Regions from separate parts of the Pan troglodytes genome. Here region 2 is linked to region 1. The links are chromatin contacts, called in public Hi-C maps. All regions are on one chromosome and are shown on one strand. Each heading gives the region's core, a stretch centred on a gene start, on an enhancer-like site or on the middle of the called end of the contact. The rest is flanking DNA. Distances are from core to core; before and after follow the strand shown.

Region 1 (3,711 bases), core at 308-2,807:
AACTCTAAGAAGCACCTCTAGGTTGGAGGAAGCAAGCAAATTCACGTGCCCGAAAGTCTGCATGAGATGAGAAACTTAAATGAATTGTCAATTATGCAGACAAAAAACTCAACTTTCAGGGAAACTCCAAATCAATGTCCAGTGTTGCAAGCAACCCAGCTTATTTGAATAGCCCGGACAGAGCATATGCCCTGTGTCACTCACAGGAAGGCAAAGGCTAACACCACCACGTTGCTGACTTTGTTCAAAGCACTTTCCATTTATTTTTACTTTCATTTTGTCACATCATCACTAGGAGGCTAGAAGGAACAGGGATCATCACTTCCATTTCACAGATGGAGAAAGTGAGCGCAAAGAGACAGCAGTCCCAAGGTCATAATGGTATTATGGTTAGAATTCCACTCAGTATGTGGCATATTTTTCCAGATCATAAGAAAGAACTGGACACAAAGGTAGCAGGGAGAAGAGGTCAGTTCCTTCTCTCTGCGTGGGACAGGCGGTGGCTACCACGGAGCAACAGTTCATTGGGAAAGGAAAGGGGAGGGAGGAGACTCAGGGATGGTCCTGTATCAGCCTGTGCCTTGCAGGGGTCCAACCATGCAACCCCAACCGCGTTCCTTTGCTTTTAAGTCGAACCAGTAGAGCGTTTTGTTTCAAACTACGTACATCCTTTGTCCTTTACAATATCCCGTCCTAGAACCCCTTAAAAATCAGTTATTTAGATGAGAAAGTCGAGCCCTGTACCTGGAGAGGCCAGTTCTGTATAGCGGAAAAAATGAAACTGGGGACCGGCTGGCCAGATATCGGAGGTGGGAGAGATGCTTTGGAGTCTTTTTCCCTTTCCTTTCCATTTTTTTAAAAGTGGGGTGGAAGAGATACAGGGTACCCCATAGGAAATAAGTTTTCTTCCAAAGGGTTGGAGGAGAACGGGATGGTCACACCCCTCAGTCCAGCCAACTGCGAAAGCGTCCCTCCCTACCCGCCGACCCTCAGGGTCCCGCACACGCCGGGCGAGGAGCCCCCCCCCGGGTCGCGCCGCGCGGAGGGGCCTACGGCTGGGGATGCAGCCCGGGGCGCGCCCACGCCCCCAGCACAGACTGGCCAGGCGCCAGGTTCCCGGCTCTCACTCACCCGCGCTCCCGCCTCTGGGGGCCCGGCCGGAGGGTCCCCGCTGTGTCGCGGCGCCTGGCTCAGGGGCCCTGTAGCTGGGGCCGGGGGTCGCGGGCCCGCGGCGCTCCCGGGGCGGCGTGGGCGGCGGCTCGCGCTCCGGGCGGCGCTCCAGCTGCAGCTCCAGCCCCGCTCCCGCGAGGGGCGCCAGGCTCGGCGCGCGGCGAGCCGGGGAAGGCGGCGGGTCCCGCGTCCCGGGGGCCGCCGGCGGCAGCAGCAGCAGCGGCAGCAACAGCAGCAGGAGCGGCGGCGGCCACCGCGAGGCGCGCGGCGAGGCCATGGTGACGGCGCCCGCCCGCGCTCACATGCCCGGCGCGCGGGGCGAGGGCAGCGGGCAGCGGGCAGCGGGCGGCGGGGGCCGCGCGGGGCCGGGGAAGTGAGCGGAGTGAGGCTGCGAGCGCGCTCCCCGCCTCAAAAGTTGTCGGGAGCCGCGGGAGGGCTGCCGGGGGCCGGGCTGGCTGGGCGGAGGCGGCCCGCGGCGCCGCTACATGCTAATTAGCCCGGGCGGGTCGCTGGCTGGCGGGCGGCTCCTCCTCAGTTGACATCACCGGCCCCGCGCGGCGGGCCCGGGGGCGGGGAGAGGGCAGGAAGGGGGCTGGGGCCCGGCGCCTGGAGAGCGGCCCGGCCCGGGACAGCGGGATGAGGTCAGCGGAGCCACGGTGCTGCAACTTTTGTCACACACATGCTCCAGAGTCTTCTGAATCGGGCACCACTTTCCCAACTCCTTAAACGCACAAGAAGTAGGCGAAAAGCAGGTCCTGGGTAATGTGATTAGCACCAGACTAGATTATCCCAAGTGCTTTGATAGGAGAGAGAAAGGGAACGGTCCCCTGGTACCCAGCCCGCGCTGTCACCGCCCTTACTGATTTGAAGTGTCCCCACTCCCACCCCCACCTCCCCTTCTCCAGGCCCCAGGGCTGGTGATGAGCTCGTGTTTGCCAAACCTAACACCTCACCCTCCGGCCAACGCGAGAATCCGAGTATCCCCCACACCCTCTCAAGCTTGGATGCCGTTCCCATCCGACCACTGCCTTTGGCTCACACCAGAGTTCTGCAGAGATGTCACCGCGAGGACACCCAAACAGGCTGCAGGGAAAAGAAAACTGTGAATTCAGGCAGGCTAGGGCAAACTCATCATCAGGAAAAGAACTGCAGATCGCAAATTAAACCAAATGATGCCCAGAGAACACAGAATTTTAAATGGAAACCTATGGGGAAAGATTCAAAGATTTCATGTAAACAAATTTTCTTGGTCAATAAAGTTCCATTTGTTTCCATAACCTCTCCCTCCCCAGTAAATGAATAATAAAATGTCTAAAGTTTAGGACTGTAAGCCACCTCATTAAGTGAAGAAAGAGGGGCTCAAATGGGAAAATAACTTGCTCAAGATTCTGAAGGTAGACCCGAAGACGAAATGATTGATCTGTGAATGACCATGTGATATTAATTCTGGTCTCCTAATTCAGAGTTTGCAATAATTCGCAAACGGAAACAAATAGTATTGCAACAGAAACAAATGTTGCAGCTCCTTGGGGTTCTTGCCAGTTCTGTTGGGGGCCCCTGTCTGACAATCAAATGCTCGTGAAAATATGAGTGTGCACCTCACTTTCAGGCCTGGCTCTCCATCCTATTTCTCTGCTCTTCTCTGTTTCTCTGTCTCCAGATCTCCATGACCCACCTCCAGGAGAATGAGATCGTAGTGTCCAGGGCAGCTGCAGATGGGCCTAGGCCCACTTTCTGGTGACTCAGTACAAGTGAGTCATTTGGCAAAAAAACATAAAGGAGGCTGTGTATAAACAAACTCACCTTAAATGAGAGAATGAGGAGTAAAGATTTGGTTTTATTTTGTTTTGTTTTTAAACAAACCAGCTTTCCAGGGCTCTAACACAGAACTTCCAGGTCTCTCCAAGAAAGTACCAAACAGTAATCCCCCTGAAACTGACTTGGTTTGCTCCCATGGCCTGAGCTTAACTTCTCTGGATGCTGCTCTCACATTAACAGGCAGGACTGCACAGCTGCCCAGACCCAGCCAGACAAGCCCCAACAGACTAGGACTGTGCTCAGAGGTTCTGGTCACTGCCACTCCCTCCCCTCCAAGGAGACCATGTCACATAGTACTGGTTGCACTCCCAGGCAAGCAGAAAGGTTTAAGGGTAGAATGGCCCTTACAGGCTTCTCGTGTGGATTCAGGGATCCTATGAGATAATCTGCCTTCTCTACTAAGACCCAAGGAGTAAACATGTACCTGCCACCTCCCCCCAATCCTCCCCCACCCCCCAATCCCACCCCACTTTAAGTACCACAGGTTTATCTCTCTCTAATCTTCTCTCTGCCTTCTAAGAGAAATGACCGAGTTCAGGGTAACTGTCAGCTAGAAAGGGCTTAACCAGCAGATTAGGAGAGGGACACACAGGGAGAACTTGGAAAGATTGATCAAGGTGTAGATGGATCTCAGCTCTTTTTCTTCTCCTCCTAAGGCAGAACAAGAGAAAACAGCAAGACAGCAAGAGAGAACTGGATGCAGTATAGAACCTTGGAAAGAAC
Region 2 (4,033 bases), core at 1,192-3,691, 75 kb after region 1:
ACAGATATTCATAAGCACCTAGCACAGTGGCTGGCACCTTGTAGGTGCTAAATAAATGCTCACCCAGGAGAGATGGGCTCTGCTCCTTACTCAGAAATCCCTCAGATTCCTAAAGACTGGTCTGCCTCTCTTTACCTTCCTTCTGATTTCCAAACCCCATTCCTTTCCCATACCTGGCTTGTTGGTTGGTTTGTTCAGCTGTTCCTGCAGAAATCTCTAAACCTGTCTTGCTCTGTTCTTGGAGCAAAACTTGTGAGTTTCCCTCCCTCTCAATGTTTTAGAGATGCTGCTGGGACAGACAGTGTCAAATAATGCAACTTTCCACCTCCAGGACCCAGGCAAGATTTATTGGCTTCTGGATGAGGGGCGGCACCAACATTATGTGTTCTCTCTTTATGGGAAGCAACGGGGTTTACCGCTTACTGGCCGGGAGATGTTGGGGAAATAACCTCTCTAAATCTTTGTTTCCTCATCTGTAAAATGGGTAAATAATAGAACCTGTGGGAGGATCTAGGTTCCATGTGGCCTGATATTTTTTTGAAAGTACAAAATTATGAATATAAAATTAGGAACAAGGCTTTGGAAGGAGCTCACGCAAGTGAGGGACCTTGAAGCCCAGGCTTCAACCACTTCATGGCAGCCTTGTGTCTGATGGAACTAGTCAGGCTGTGGAGAAGTTTAAACAGAAAACTATACATAAAGTGCTTAGTGGCTGACATAATAGGTTATTGTAATGATAATAAGTATTGTCGCTATTTATAATTGTTTTGATAAAAACTGTTGATATGTATAATTATTTTGATAAAACAATTATAAATTAATTCCATAAATAAAATTACAAAAAATAAACATGTATAATAATTATAAAGCTTTTTTTTTTGAGACGGAGTATCGCTTTGTCGCCAGATTGGAGTGCAGTGGTGTGATCTTGGCTCACTGCAACCTCCACCTCCCGGGCTCAAGTGATTCTCCTGCCTCAGCCTCCCGAGTAGCTGGGACTACAGGCATGCACCATGCTTGGCTAATTTTTGTATTTTTAGTAGAGACAGGGTTTCACCATGTTGGCCAGGATGGTCTTGATCTCTTGACCTCGTGATCTGCCCGCCAACCTCCCAAAGTGCTGGGATTACAGGCATGAGCCACCGCGCCTGGCCTAAGCTTATTTTTTTTTTTTTTTAAGACAGGGTCTCACTCTGACGCCCAGGCTGGAGTGCAGTGATGCAATCTTGGCTCACTGCAACCTCTGCCTCCTGGGTTCAAGCAATTTTCCTGCCTCAGCCTCCCGAGTAGCTGGGACTACAGGCTTGAGCCACTGCACCCAGTCAAAGCTTCCTTCTTGTCTCCTGTTTCTGCTCATAAGTCCATCAGAATGAAGGGAGTGGAGTGAGCCCCCATCTTCAGACTGTCCCTACTTGGGGCTCTCTAGTCCTTAAACATGGGAACCCCATTCTGATCCAGCAGGTTCTTGTCCTCTCACTCACAAGACACATAACTTGTGAGGAGACCCAGGGGACGCCTAGGAGGGGGGAATGGGGGAAGTAGGCCAGAGGAGGGGTGAGCACTAACAGCCGGGCTGAGGGGCCTGGAGACAGCCAGCCAATTGGAGGGCCCAGCAAATTCCCAGAGCTTCCCAGGGTGTGTACATGAGCAGGAGAGAGGAGTCAGGCCCAGGGAGGTCAAAGGGCATCACAGAAATAGCTGGGTTCTTGAAAAGGAAGGTGACTGTGGACATTTCAGTAAAGGCTGTAGGTTTCCTACCACATTTTTTCGTGCTGGGTGTGGTCAACCACAGGCCCATGTGTTGGCTGTGGCCAAAGAGGCCCTTATCCCTTCCAGTAAGAGTTTAGAATCTGGGAACAAGGGTTACAGGACTTCACATGACTGATATTCTTTTCAGTGAATTTCCATTTCCTAGTTCCTCTGTGAATCGTGTTCCTGGATCCCTGGAGTGGCTGCATCCACATGGTATGTGTGAAACCCTGGAGAGGAGATGTCTGCTTCTCAGGGAAAGTTTGGTAGTGGAGCTTGGAGAAGGAATGCACTTTGAGAAGGAATGCACTTTAAGAAGCAAAGCAAGTACAACGTCCACTCCAAGCTCCCCCCACTCCACCCCTGCAGCCACCAGCACAGGGTGTAATGGAGAAGAGTGCAGTGAGGGGGCAGGGGGACAGCTTCCTAAATCCAGAGGAGCCCCCAGACCGAATCTCCAGCCGCTCTTCCCAGGAAGCTGCCTGCCCTTGGGATAAAATATCTGAAGTAACGTAACTATCATATCTCTGACAGGAGGATGGGGGGCTGGGGACAGAAGGGTTTGTTCATCAAAACTCTCTCCTCGCCACAGTCTGGAGGTTCTCTTGTTCCAGAAGAGGATGGTGTTGGAGGGAGCCCCAGCCATGACTCACTCGGAGCTAATCCTTAGCAAATCTATCACCATGGAAACTGCCAATCATCCATGCTTTTCATAGCTGAACCGAACATCTGCCAGGAGACAGCAAGTCATACAAACCATTCGTCCTGCCTATCGTGTTTACAATTGGGGCCCTGAAAAACAGAGACAGAGACACGGAGGGCAGCTCTCCACAGCAGGGTGACGGCCCAACTCTGGCCACTAATCAGCTTCGTGACCTCTGTCGGGTCCTTCATAAGCTCCTCTGCACCCCTCCTCCCCAGCTGGTAAAATAAAGGATCAGATCAATGATTCTTCACCTCGGTTGGGCCAATGGAGAGTGAGAGGGACAGGAAAGCAGGTCCCCTAATAGGGGTGGGGCAGAGAGGCCTGTGTAGTTACAATCTATGCGCTATTATCATTTTACATTTGAAAGCTTTCAAAATAATACTCATAATTTAAACCACAGAAAATAAATCTTGACTCATTGTCTTAGGTAGCTATAGCTTTCTCAGCGGAAGGACAACGACACTCCATCTCTGAGCCAGAATGTCCAGTGTCTGTGAGACTTTTAGTATCATTATCAAAAGTGAATATAGGCCAGGCATGGTGGCTCATGCCTCTAATCCCAGCACTTTTGGAGGTGGGAGGTCGAGGCGGGTGGATCACTTGAGGTCAAGAGTTCGAGACCACCCTGGACAACATGGCAAAACTCCATCTCTACTGAAAATACAAAAATTAGCCAGGCATAGTGGCATGCTGTTGTAATCCCAGCTACTCAGGAAGCTGAAGCACGAGAATCTCTTCAACCAGAGAGGCAGAGGTTGTAGTGAGCTGAGATCACACCACTGCACTCCAGCCTGGGTGACAGAGCGAGACCCTGTCTTAAAAAAAAGAAAAAGAAAAAGAAAAAGAAATATGGATTAAAAAGACAAAAGCCTGGGAGTTGGACTAGCTGATCTCACATGTGAGTCCAGCTCATACTCTGGGCTACTGGGTGGCATCTTCAAGCCTCAGGCTGCTGCTAACTCCTGCCTGGAGGGAGAAGCTGGAGGGGAGGCTCACCGCCCCCTTCCCCCACTCACACCAGGCATCCTCTCTCTTAGGAAAGCCAGCCGTGGGAGCAGAGTGGAGGGGCACATCAGGGCCACATTGCCAAGACAAACCCCTGGTGCACCTGAGGACGCCCAAGACATTCCCTGCACAGTGTGACCAGGCAAAGAGGCCTTCTGCCCTGCCTCTAGGGTAAATGCTAACCTGGCATCTTGGCCCAGGGGACTTCACTCAGTGGGGACACTGCCAGGCTCCAGAGAACACTCAGATGGTTTTCAATTTGTGTGTGGAAGGAAAGAGGAAGAGAGGCTGGGAAATATCTTCAGATGTTAACTTTGTTTAATTCCCTCTGTTTTTCCCCTTTCCTTTTCTGTCCATTCAGGAGGAAGCTGACCTATATTCTCTTGTCTTGTGGGAGACAAGAGGCAGAGAGGAAGCAGAATTTGCCTGTGCACTGTTTTGGCTTCTGTTTCTCAAAAGCCTAGGTCCTTAGAAGATTTTGGAGGGAAACAGAAAAGAAACAGCAGAATCGCTGGGGAAAACATGAGGCGACAAGGAGAAAAACTATCACACAGTTTGTGGGGCCACATAAAA

What was found. A called contact is a pair of places that touch in the nucleus more often than the background predicts.
Region 2: a contact with region 1 is called in a Hi-C map of stem cell-derived neural progenitor cells, with 2.1 times the contacts expected there. The contact joins the enhancer-like site here to the promoter of HEG1 in region 1. A contact is called at or near these places in 2 of 7 Hi-C or Micro-C datasets (blood and stem cell-derived neural progenitor cells) and 1 of 1 datasets of contacts at active chromatin or transcription factors (stem cell-derived excitatory neurons).

Annotation. Positions count from the first base shown.
Region 1 is chr2:128,331,769-128,335,479 of NHGRI_mPanTro3-v2.0_pri, forward strand. HEG1 (heart development protein with EGF like domains 1) reads right to left here and starts at 1,558. Exons shown (of 17, transcript XM_016941815.4): 1 at 1,132-1,558. The coding sequence starts at 1,447.
Region 2 is chr2:128,406,135-128,410,167 of NHGRI_mPanTro3-v2.0_pri, forward strand. The region is part of intron 6 of SLC12A8 (solute carrier family 12 member 8); the gene reads right to left. Among named protein-coding and RNA genes, the nearest start is that of HEG1, 75 kb to the left of the region's middle. Within about 2 kb of position 2,442, at least 8 of the 24 cell types and tissues checked have an H3K27ac peak or open chromatin away from gene starts, as enhancers often do. A contact at or near this core is called in stem cell-derived neural progenitor cells, where this site is marked.